Regions from separate parts of the Zea mays genome. Here all the other regions are linked to region 3. Evidence: chromatin contacts called from public Hi-C data. All regions are on one chromosome and are shown on one strand. The core of a region is the stretch at or near the end of the contact, and the rest is flanking DNA. Distances in the headings are between cores, read along the strand shown. Region 1 holds the start of LOC542087 (nucleosome/chromatin assembly factor group C). Region 2 holds the start of LOC107521945 (RNA-binding KH domain-containing protein). Region 3 holds the start of LOC100193900.

Region 1 (3,224 bases), core at 362-2,861, 230 kb before region 3:
ACGGGGCAGTTTACCGACGTTTAGTGCGGTTAACCGGGCGCGCAAGGAAGAGGCGGGCGCGGTAAACCGAGCGCGTGGGCGAGGTCTGTCGCCTTCGGGCCGGTAAACCGCACCTAGGAGCCGGCAAATGCGACGGTGGTGGCGACGGTTTGTGCCCAGGCGGCGGCAGTTTTGGAGTGGGAGGCAAACAAAAAGAGTGAGGCGGAGTGGGGAAAGTGAGGGGAGGAGAGGAAAAGATATATTATTTATTTTAGATATTTTGTTAACAGGTTTACTAATAGGTCTATATGGTTTTCTATTTTTTAATATGTTAAACTAAATTAAATTTAGATATCTTATATAGCAAATTACTCACCAGAACATGTAGTTTTTATCATATTTTATATTTTTTAAATTTCTAGTGAATTTCAAAAATATACAAATGGTAAACTGGCACCATTCACCAGCAGTTTCTGTAAACCGGACAATTTACCGTCGATTTTTGTAAATCTTGCCTGTATGGTACAATGGTAGAGGCTGTTTATCCCGTGCTCATGGAGGAGGGCTCGATCTCCGGCCAATGCCGTGAGAGGCAGCGCGTGCAAGAATCCCTACAGAAGATAAGGCAGAATATAAGACGTACAAAAACTTATACTTAAATAAATTAGAGATGAAGAGATATATTCGATTTGTTTGCTAACACGGAGAATTCGAGCTAATTAAGCTCATAACCAACGATCAAGTCTCGTGCATGATGAGATGCAGACAACTCGAGCCGCCTTGACAGGTTGACTAGGGACGCCAAATTCGTCTGTATCATACATTTTCTAGGACGTACAGTATAATCTATTTGCGATAGTAAAACCATATAAGCAACCGAGAGCAACTCGGAGACGCACCAACGTCCCAAATTTCACAACGTAATACCTCTTGATTGAGGAAGCACACTAGGGCTAGGGCTATTGAATAGAGCATAAAATTAAGTATTTTTATAGAAAAAACTGTTGAAAACTTTGGATCATCAGATCCGCTCTATTCCATATGACAGTAGTAGAGGCCTAAGAAGTCATAAAAGACAGTTCTCTTCCTAGCAAACCAAAGGAACACACGAGACACATGGTATATGTTGGGCCTCTAACCTTTTTCTCTTCTCTATCCATACGATTAAATACATGTTATATATATAGAGACGTGATACCCCTCAGGGGTATATTTTATATTTGTACATATAACCTTCATTAGGGTTTCTAAAAAACAATTGAATTTGAAGGAATAGAAATAATGAGAGGACTGGGAAAAAAGGGGTGGGGGTGGCTGGGCAGAGAGCAAAAGCCAACTTCTTTACAGGCTATATTAGGATGTCGGTGGTCCAGCCCAACTTACAGAAGCCCATAAAATAGTCATAGCTTCTGTAACTACCGGCCCAGGAAGCCATCCGCTCCTCTTCGAACAATGGATCTACTTCTTTACAGGCTATATTAGAATGTCGGTGGTCCAGCCCAACTTACAGAAGCCCATAAAATAGTCATAGCCTCTGTAATTACCGGCCCAGGAAGCCATCCGCTCCCTCTCGAACATTGGATCCTATGCTCTCCTCTCCCTGCTCGCAGTCAGGGCACAGGGACTGCCTCCGGAGACCGGAGCAGGCCGCAAGCGTCCAGGTTCGAGACGCCAGCACGCTCTCGCAGTACAGCAGCATTATCAGGGAGCGTGCCGTGGGAGTGGGAGGTTGCCTCAGGTGCGGAGCAGTCGCCGGCGGCGACCATCGGTGTCTGAGATGAAGGAGAGAGGCGGCTCCAGGGCGGCAGTGGACGAGCGCTACGCGCAGTGGAAGTCGCTCATCCCCGTTCTCTACGACTGGTTTGCCAACCACAACCTCGTTTGGCCATCCCTCTCCTGCCGGTAACTTCCTCTGCGCACCGCACCCCCTATTACTTCCGGCTCGCCCTTTCGTTTGTTTCGTTCCCGTAGCCACCATTTCCCTGAAGATTCCTGCTGGACTAGGGTTTTGATGAGTGAAATGGAGTAGTGCGTCGTTCGTGTCTAGGGTTTTGATCCGGGGTTGTAATCGAGGTGACTCTAGATCTGCACCATTGCTAGTGCGTTGGTGGGAATGGCGTCGGAAGGGGCTGGGATGATGGGCCTGTATGGTGGATTAGCGTTTTGTGATGCTAGGGTTTATGAGCGGGTGGGTTTTGGCGGGTGTCACTGTTTGATAGTTTGAGGGGTTACAAGCTTTGTCTCCATGTTATGAACTTATTATTGCTCCCGCTACTTGTTCAATCTGAATAAAATCCCTGAAAATTCCTATTGCACCAAATTCTTTCCAAACAAATCCTATGGTTTGATGGTTAGTGGGTTAGTACACGTCCTTATTTTTTGCCTTCATATGATTACTTTACTACTCCCTTCGTTCCAAATTATAAGATGTTTTGCCTATTTTAGACACATTCCTTTACTATGTCTTTAGACATCGACACATCGTGTATATCTAATTGCATAGAAAAAGCTATTTAGGGGGTGTTTGGTTTCTAGGGACTAATTTTTAGTCCCTCCATTTTAGTCCCTAAATTACAAAATACAGAAACTAAAACTCTATTTTAGTTTCTGTATTTAGCAATTTATAGACTAAAATGGAATAAAATAGAAGGACTAAAAATTAGTCCCTAAAAACCAAACACCCCCTTATTAAAAAAATCCAAAACGTTTTATAATTTGGAATGGAGGGAATGTTGATTAGAGTGGGAACATGATTTTGGTCATGCACCTTATGTGCATGAGTGCATCAGAGCTGTGTTTGTGCAGCATTCTGTTATCTCACCAGATAATTCGAAACTAATGATAAATATTTGCACATTAACTGCTTTCTGTAAGATGCTTGCCCCCTCCATGTGACTCTGCAACTTATGATACTGATATCTGGTTATTTGGTAACAGGTGGGGGCCACAGTTTGAGAAAGCTACCTACAAGAATCGTCAACGCCTTTACCTATCTGAACAGGCAAGTGCATCTGCAAGCATATATTATTTTATATCAGTTTGAAGAAGCAAATCTTGTCAATGCTTAGTTTTTTGTTGGCTGGTGAGTATGCATGCTATCAATATTGGAGCTAGCTAACTGTGGGGTTGCTTTTGTGCTATGGTTTCAGACCGATGGGAGTGTGCCTAATACTCTGGTTATCGCAAACTGTGAAGTTGTGAAACCAAGGGTTGCAGCTGCTGAACATATCTCGCAGGTTAGTTAT
Region 2 (3,279 bases), core at 249-2,748, 160 kb after region 3:
CCCTTGCCGTTCGAGACCTTGCACGTGGGATCGACAATTAGGTTTTTGGGGAGCGTCTACGCGACTGCCCGAACATCGTTCTGGTAAACATCTTCTTCTTCCTGGCGACGCGGCATGACAAGAGAAGCTGGACAAGGATCTGGATCATCGGAGAGCATGAGAGGGTATGACCGTTTCATCTCCTCACTATGTTTTACGTTCTGCAAATTATATATGTTTTATATGTTCATCTCTGCTGTTTCATATGTAACCATGAATTTATTTCATCTGTTCTGTCATATTATAATATGTTACATCTGTTTGTTTTAATTTTACAGCCATGTTGTTTATGTTGCTATCTGTTTATTTTCAGTTATTCCGTAATAATACATGTACCATGTTTATATACTTATTATTTTTATATGATTCATATGCTTTATATTCTCATGATCCATATTGTTATAGATATATTTGATATCATGATTTCTATGATTAATCATCTTTTATATGTCATCACAATAATGTTAATTTATGGAATTAAAATGATATGGAAAATACCTATAATTCTAACAATTTGATATGTTACCTCTACACATACCTATCATGACTTGGAAGATTGAGATTGAGCACGGAATGTGAATAATGTTGTGAGGTATAATTTTGGGTCAATGGTTTTTTTTTATCACTCCTGGGCTTATTATACAAAATGATAGAGAAAACGATTTTTTACCATCAAATCATAGCCGTCTTGGACATGCGTATCATGAACGCGTATATCGCCGAACTCACCTTTAACGCACAGACATCAACTAGGTTTCTGGTACGCGCCTTCATTCCCATTTGGGGCCCGTTCGCTTCCACAGGAATAAACATGGATTCGTTCCAGCTCTTCGAACAGGGCCTGGGGGTTGTTCGATTTAGGTAGAGTGAGGAGAATTAGTGGGAATTAAGGGGTCTTCGAACCTTACCAAAACTTGTACTCAGCTGTCCAAGCAGGTCATGATGGCGAGCGGAGTCTTGAGGAGCCCCCGTTTTAAGCGACACGTCCTTTCGCCTCCAAGCATTCGTCAGTTCTCTAACCGAGACCTTGTCTTCAATACGAGTTGAAGTACTCTTCGCCTCTTGTATATGTAATAGAATCTGTTCAATTTATATTAAATTGGACTGAACGAGGGGACAGACGACCTTCGTATAACAGAGGCATTTTAGTCTCTTCGAATTTGTAGAAAACAATGAAATTGAAGTTTCAAACAGGTCAAATCTAAAAAAATCAAAGAACACACCGTTATTTGCGTCGTTTTGACGAATGCAATATTAACCACGTTATTTTATCAAAGCAATTTATTTCAACTCATAACTAATCAAAAATCTCCATGACAGATCCTTGTCCATACGCTGGGCTGTGGGGTGCCTGTCCGATTCACCATCGGGCTTCGCAGTGGCGGCCTCATCGTAAAAGCGCCGCCAAAGCCCACCAAGCCCAAAACATAATGATGCGCACGCAGCGCAGCGCAGCGCACTCGAAAACCCCAAACCCAAAGGCATCTCCCAGTCGGAGTCGCCCCATGGCCCCACCCACCTATTCTCCCTGCCGGCGGCAGCCTTAACCCTAATCTCATCGCCTCCTCTTCCTTCTCCAGTTCCTCGAAGGCCCAGCAGACAACAGCCCCTCTTTCTTCTCAGCCATGTCGGAGGACGAAGCGAACGCTGCTGCTGCGCCGGCAGAGGGAAAGAACTGGCGGCGGAAGGGGAAGCACGACAAGCCCAAGCCGTGGGACGAGGACCCCAACATCGACCGCTGGAAGATCGACAAGTTCGACCCTGCCTGGAACGAGGGCGGCATGCTCGAAGTCAGCTCCTTCTCCACCCTCTTTCCCCAGTACCGAGGCAAGCATCTTTTCCTGAGCTCGTCCTGCCTGCCGTGACTTTGGCGATGGAACGCATGCGATTTGACTTTATTCGAGCCGAATTCGTGATGCATTACTTGTTGGTTTGAGTGCAGAGAAGTACCTACAGGAGGCGTGGCCGGTCGTGAAGGGCGCATTGAAGGAGTACGGGATCTCGTGCGAGCTCAATTTGGTACTTGATGAGTGATTAACCTTTTCTTATTGCTATTGACTGGCGATATTGTTATGTGGTAAACAAATGCTCTGAAGCCTCTCTCTCGGTGTGTGTAGGTGGAGGGATCCATGACTGTGTCGACGACCAGAAAGACAAGGGATCCCTTCGCTATTATCAAGGCCAGGGAACTAATTAAGCTTTTGTCCAGGAGCGTCCCTGCACCTCAGGTATTACGTATGACCCTTTGTGTATTCAGGTATCAAGGTACTGCGTGGATCATGTTTTTGCACTTTGAGGTGGCGGCTTCGCGTTCCGAGTGGATTGAGATTTAGTCTACAGTTTGTCGAGGGCTTACTAGTGCTTATTTTTGCAGGCAATCAAAATTCTTGATGATGAGATGAACTGCGATATTATTAAGATTGGTGGTCTTGTGAGAAATAAGGTAAGGACACCTTTTCATTGCTCAAGTTTGATTTCAGATCTCTTTTGAAGATTAGACTTGTCATGAGGTGCTTCTCTCTGTGCTATGATATATTCTTTTGTGCAAAGACCATTCTTGTAATTTGTATAGTCCGATAGGTAAAATAACGGACCTGAAAAAGTTTTAGGCCATTATTTGTTATTTTCCAAGGCGCTGTTCAAATTTGAAATGTTATTTTTGTCATTTCATTTTGTAATGATAGTACTAAGTTGGTAATATTTTGATTAATTTTTTCTCCTGACTGCTGAGATGTTTGGTTATGCTATATAGTTCTATATTTTCTCTGTTTCCTAGGCCCAGGGTTTTTTATCCCACACTCAGCTGGATTTTGTAGTTCTAGGTAAACATATAGTCACAAACCTTTCTGTAATATATAGTTATCTGTACGATACTCCGTTGGCTGTTGCCTTCATATGTCTGTAGACATTTATTTGGCAACCTACATTCCATGTTTTTTTGTTGGTATTATTCATTATTCTATATTCTTTGTTCTTAGTTATTGTGCTGTTAATATATCAAAGTTTGTAACAGGACTTACCAACTGATCATATGAAAATATGCTGAATGTAATTAGAGATTTAGTGCCCTTCCTCACTGTTTGAACTTTACTCATCCTTATGAAACTATAATGCTATCTGTAGGAGCGGTTTGTTAAAAGGAGGGAACGGCTTTTAGGCCCTAACTTGTCTACACTCAAGGTAAAAATTGTTGTCATCACTATGGTTGCCTCCTTTAGTGCCGTAAACTCAGAATAATCA
Region 3 (3,149 bases), core at 480-2,979:
TGAGTTCTTTTGAACATAAATTTTAAAATACATAATAACATATTCCCACTAAAAAGAAGCACACATATTCATCTTTTTTTCTTCTGCACTAAATAAAAGTATACTCCATTATATACTTGTCTCATAGATGATATATTTTAGAATTTACTGCATATACAGCTGCTGTGCTCGCCGGATAAAAAAATCTGGACGAATAAACAAATCAGTCACAAAAATAAAATTGGATGAGAAATAAATCATGACGGACAAATCAACGACATAAACGAAAAATATGGACAACAAAAAAAATAAATAAGTGACAAAGACAAAAAGTATTAAAAAACGCCCACCGTGGGGCTCGAACCCACGACCACAGAGTTAAGAGCCATGTATTTTACCAACTGAGCTAGACAAGTTTTCTGTACAGAACAGAGCTCGGCGCCATGATCTATGGCGCCGAGCTCGGTGCCACGTCGGCGCCACGACGTCCGTTTGTGCCAACGCAGCACGTACCTCGGCGCCATAGCCTATGGCGCCGAGCTGTGTTACCTCGGCGCCACAGGCTACGGCGCCGAGTAAAGGGTCCAAAAATGACATTAAAATTTTTTAGGGTCCAAACATGAATTTTTTTCCGTTGAAGGACCAAAATGCAAAAAATTCGGTCACCACCGCGCCTCACTCTCTTTCCCCGCAGCAAGGCCCCAGCGGCGGCACGGCGCAGTGGCGCACCCTCTGGAGTCACCTTCTTCCTGCCCAATACGGCCAGCGGCGGCACCCCGACCAGGTTGACCCCGCCCCGGCAACGACCAGCGGGTCGTACAGCACGCCGATCCAATTCCTCCGGTGAGTTCCCCTGTTTCTGCACCCCTTCCGGCTTCGGTTCGCGGCGTCGTGTTATATCGGGCCGCTGTGCTCGGAAGTGGTGGCTGGCTGAGATGGGAGATCGCGGGAGTGGTTATCGAAGCACAACCAGCTGCGCTGCGATTCGCTTCTCGTTATTGTTTCCGATCAGTCTACATGGAACCCCACGGAGCAGGGATGCATCATCCGGCCATACGCCTGGAATTGAACTTGATACTAAATCGCCAGTAACACTGAGCGAGGTTAGCACAACATTCCGTTGAACTGCTGGAAGACGCTGGTGTACACTAGATCTGGATTGGAAAGAGGAGAAGCAACAGCTTTTCAAACTTAGGAGTATATCCAGTTGCCATTTCTTACCAGTTCGCAACTATCTTCTTCAACTTATCGTATTTAAGAGAACCCTTAATATGTTAGACAAAAGTAAGCTACACTAACAAATGTCAAAAGTATGTAAAATCTTTTACCAATATATGGTACTGATAAGAACGTAATGATAGCTTTCCAATTTGTGCATGGGTGCCTCCTCAGATATGGCAAAATTAACGCCTGGTCCATCTGTGCCCAAAGTACAAATGGTGACATGCTAATCTTTTTCTGGTGGCGTGTGTTGGCCGTTGGGAGAAAGATTTGTATTAGTGGTAAAGATATTCACATGGTTCAGGACCCATTGCTTGTACTTTTATGTCCACATTCAATGTATTGCATAGTGATGTTGCCGTATGAAATTGTAAAGGTAGTGTACTAAACTAGGTGCACATTTTTAATCCTTCACCAGTTGTTTTAATCATGAAGATTGAGAACCTAACCGGATAGCTCCTTTTCAGTGAAGGTCGATAAACTGTGAGATACTGAGATTGAAGCTGCACACTGTTTTAGTTTCTTCAAGGACAAGGAACATTAATATCACCAAATACTTTCGTCAATGGAGCTTGAAGCTGATTTCGCTGATGAAGATGTCAGTTCAAATAATGGATTACAAGATCTGTGGTCACTTGACGAGATAGATTCAAAGAGAGCAAGATTCCCGTGCTGCATTGTTTGGACTCCTCTTCCTGTAGTTTCATGGCTTGCCCCTTACATAGGGCATGTTGGAATCTGTCAGGAGGATGGGGCTATCTTGGATTTTGCTGGTTCAAATTTGGTGAGCATGGATAATTTTGCTTATGGTTCAGTTGCCAGATACCTCCAGCTTGACAGAAAGAAGGTTAGGATGAATGGATGACTATAATTTCATTTTCTGGGCTATGCAATTCAACATAGGTGCTCATCTTGTACTTTATTTTACCTAAACCACTACTAAGATGTCAACAGGTTTAGGATCCATGGAGCTAAAATCTGGATTTCTCCAAGGGTAGAAAGCCTAATAATCCTATAGTTCTGAGTACACAATCATAGTATTTTGTTTTAACTGGTGGTTTCAGCTTCCAATGTCATCAATATCTGAATTTATTTCTGGACAGCATGAAGTCAATGTACCTTTGTTCTATTTAATTTTATTACATGATTCATAAACAATCGATGAAGGGCGGGCCTGGTGCAGCGGTAGAGCCTACCGTCTGTAATCGAAAGGTCCTGGGTTCGAGCCCCAGCCTCTGCATATTATGCGGGTAAGGCTTGGTGCTTAAAGATACTCATCCCCAGATCCCGCACAGTGCGGGAAGCCTACGACACTGGGTACACCCTTTATTCATAAACAGTCGATATTTTCCAATATTATTCCTTATTTTAGTATCTTTTCAGCAGTAAAGTATTTCATAACTGGTACTTGTAAAACGTTGAGCCTGGAAATGTGATGTTTCATTTAGTAGTAATAGTTCTTAAAAAATAAGATTCTATTGAAAAAGGAACCAGAGATCAAATATATGATCTGGAAACTGGTCCTGTGATTGTTCTAGCTAGTAGCTAGCTATCACAGGAGAAGCAGAACCAGAACAGATTGATTCACCAATATTGGGAAGTCTTGATCTTTTTTTTTCTTTTTCTTAGTAGCCTGTATTTGTATTTGTATATGTTCTTGTTCTTGGGAACTTTAGGTTTCCGATTTCAGTAGAGGTGCTCCTATTCTAATATATATGGAACTTAAATTTAATTTCGAAGTTTCATAATCTTGTTTGTTTTGTTTTGTTTTGTAAAAAAACTGTTGTCACTGGGCACACTCTTTCCTGTAGTTCTTTTCAACTTGTTGATTTCCTCTTTGTTCCTTTGGTGTCCAGTGCTGCCTTCCTGTTAATCTTGCAGCACATGTATGCAAGCAGTCCTACAGCCATTCAGAAGTTGGAGCAGCGATGTCATGGGATGATGCTCTG

What was found. A called contact is a pair of places that touch in the nucleus more often than the background predicts.
Region 1: a contact with region 3 is called in a Hi-C map of ear, with 2.9 times the contacts expected there. The contact joins the promoter of LOC542087 here to the promoter of LOC100193900 in region 3. A contact is called at or near these places in 10 of 25 Hi-C or Micro-C datasets (bundle sheath, ear, endosperm and 5 more).
Region 2: a contact with region 3 is called in a Hi-C map of leaf, with 7 times the contacts expected there. The contact joins the promoter of LOC107521945 here to the promoter of LOC100193900 in region 3. A contact is called at or near these places in 8 of 25 Hi-C or Micro-C datasets (bundle sheath, ear, endosperm and 2 more) and 2 of 3 datasets of contacts at active chromatin or transcription factors (leaf and seedling).

What each region holds. Positions count from the first base shown.
Region 1 is chr3:209,284,940-209,288,163 of Zm-B73-REFERENCE-NAM-5.0, reverse strand. It overlaps LOC542087 (nucleosome/chromatin assembly factor group C), which reads left to right and starts at 1,611. Exons shown (of 15, transcript NM_001111721.2): 1 at 1,611-1,881; 2 at 2,917-2,980; 3 at 3,129-3,215. The coding sequence starts at 1,757.
Region 2 is chr3:208,896,661-208,899,939 of Zm-B73-REFERENCE-NAM-5.0, reverse strand. It overlaps LOC107521945 (RNA-binding KH domain-containing protein), which reads left to right and starts at 1,498. Exons shown (of 12, transcript NM_001321684.1): 1 at 1,498-1,866; 2 at 1,982-2,058; 3 at 2,157-2,267; 4 at 2,414-2,482; 5 at 3,163-3,219. The coding sequence starts at 1,665.
Region 3 is chr3:209,059,330-209,062,478 of Zm-B73-REFERENCE-NAM-5.0, reverse strand. LOC100193900 reads left to right here and starts at 1,729. Exons shown (of 2, transcript NM_001138974.1): 1 at 1,729-2,047; 2 at 3,057-3,149. The coding sequence starts at 1,766.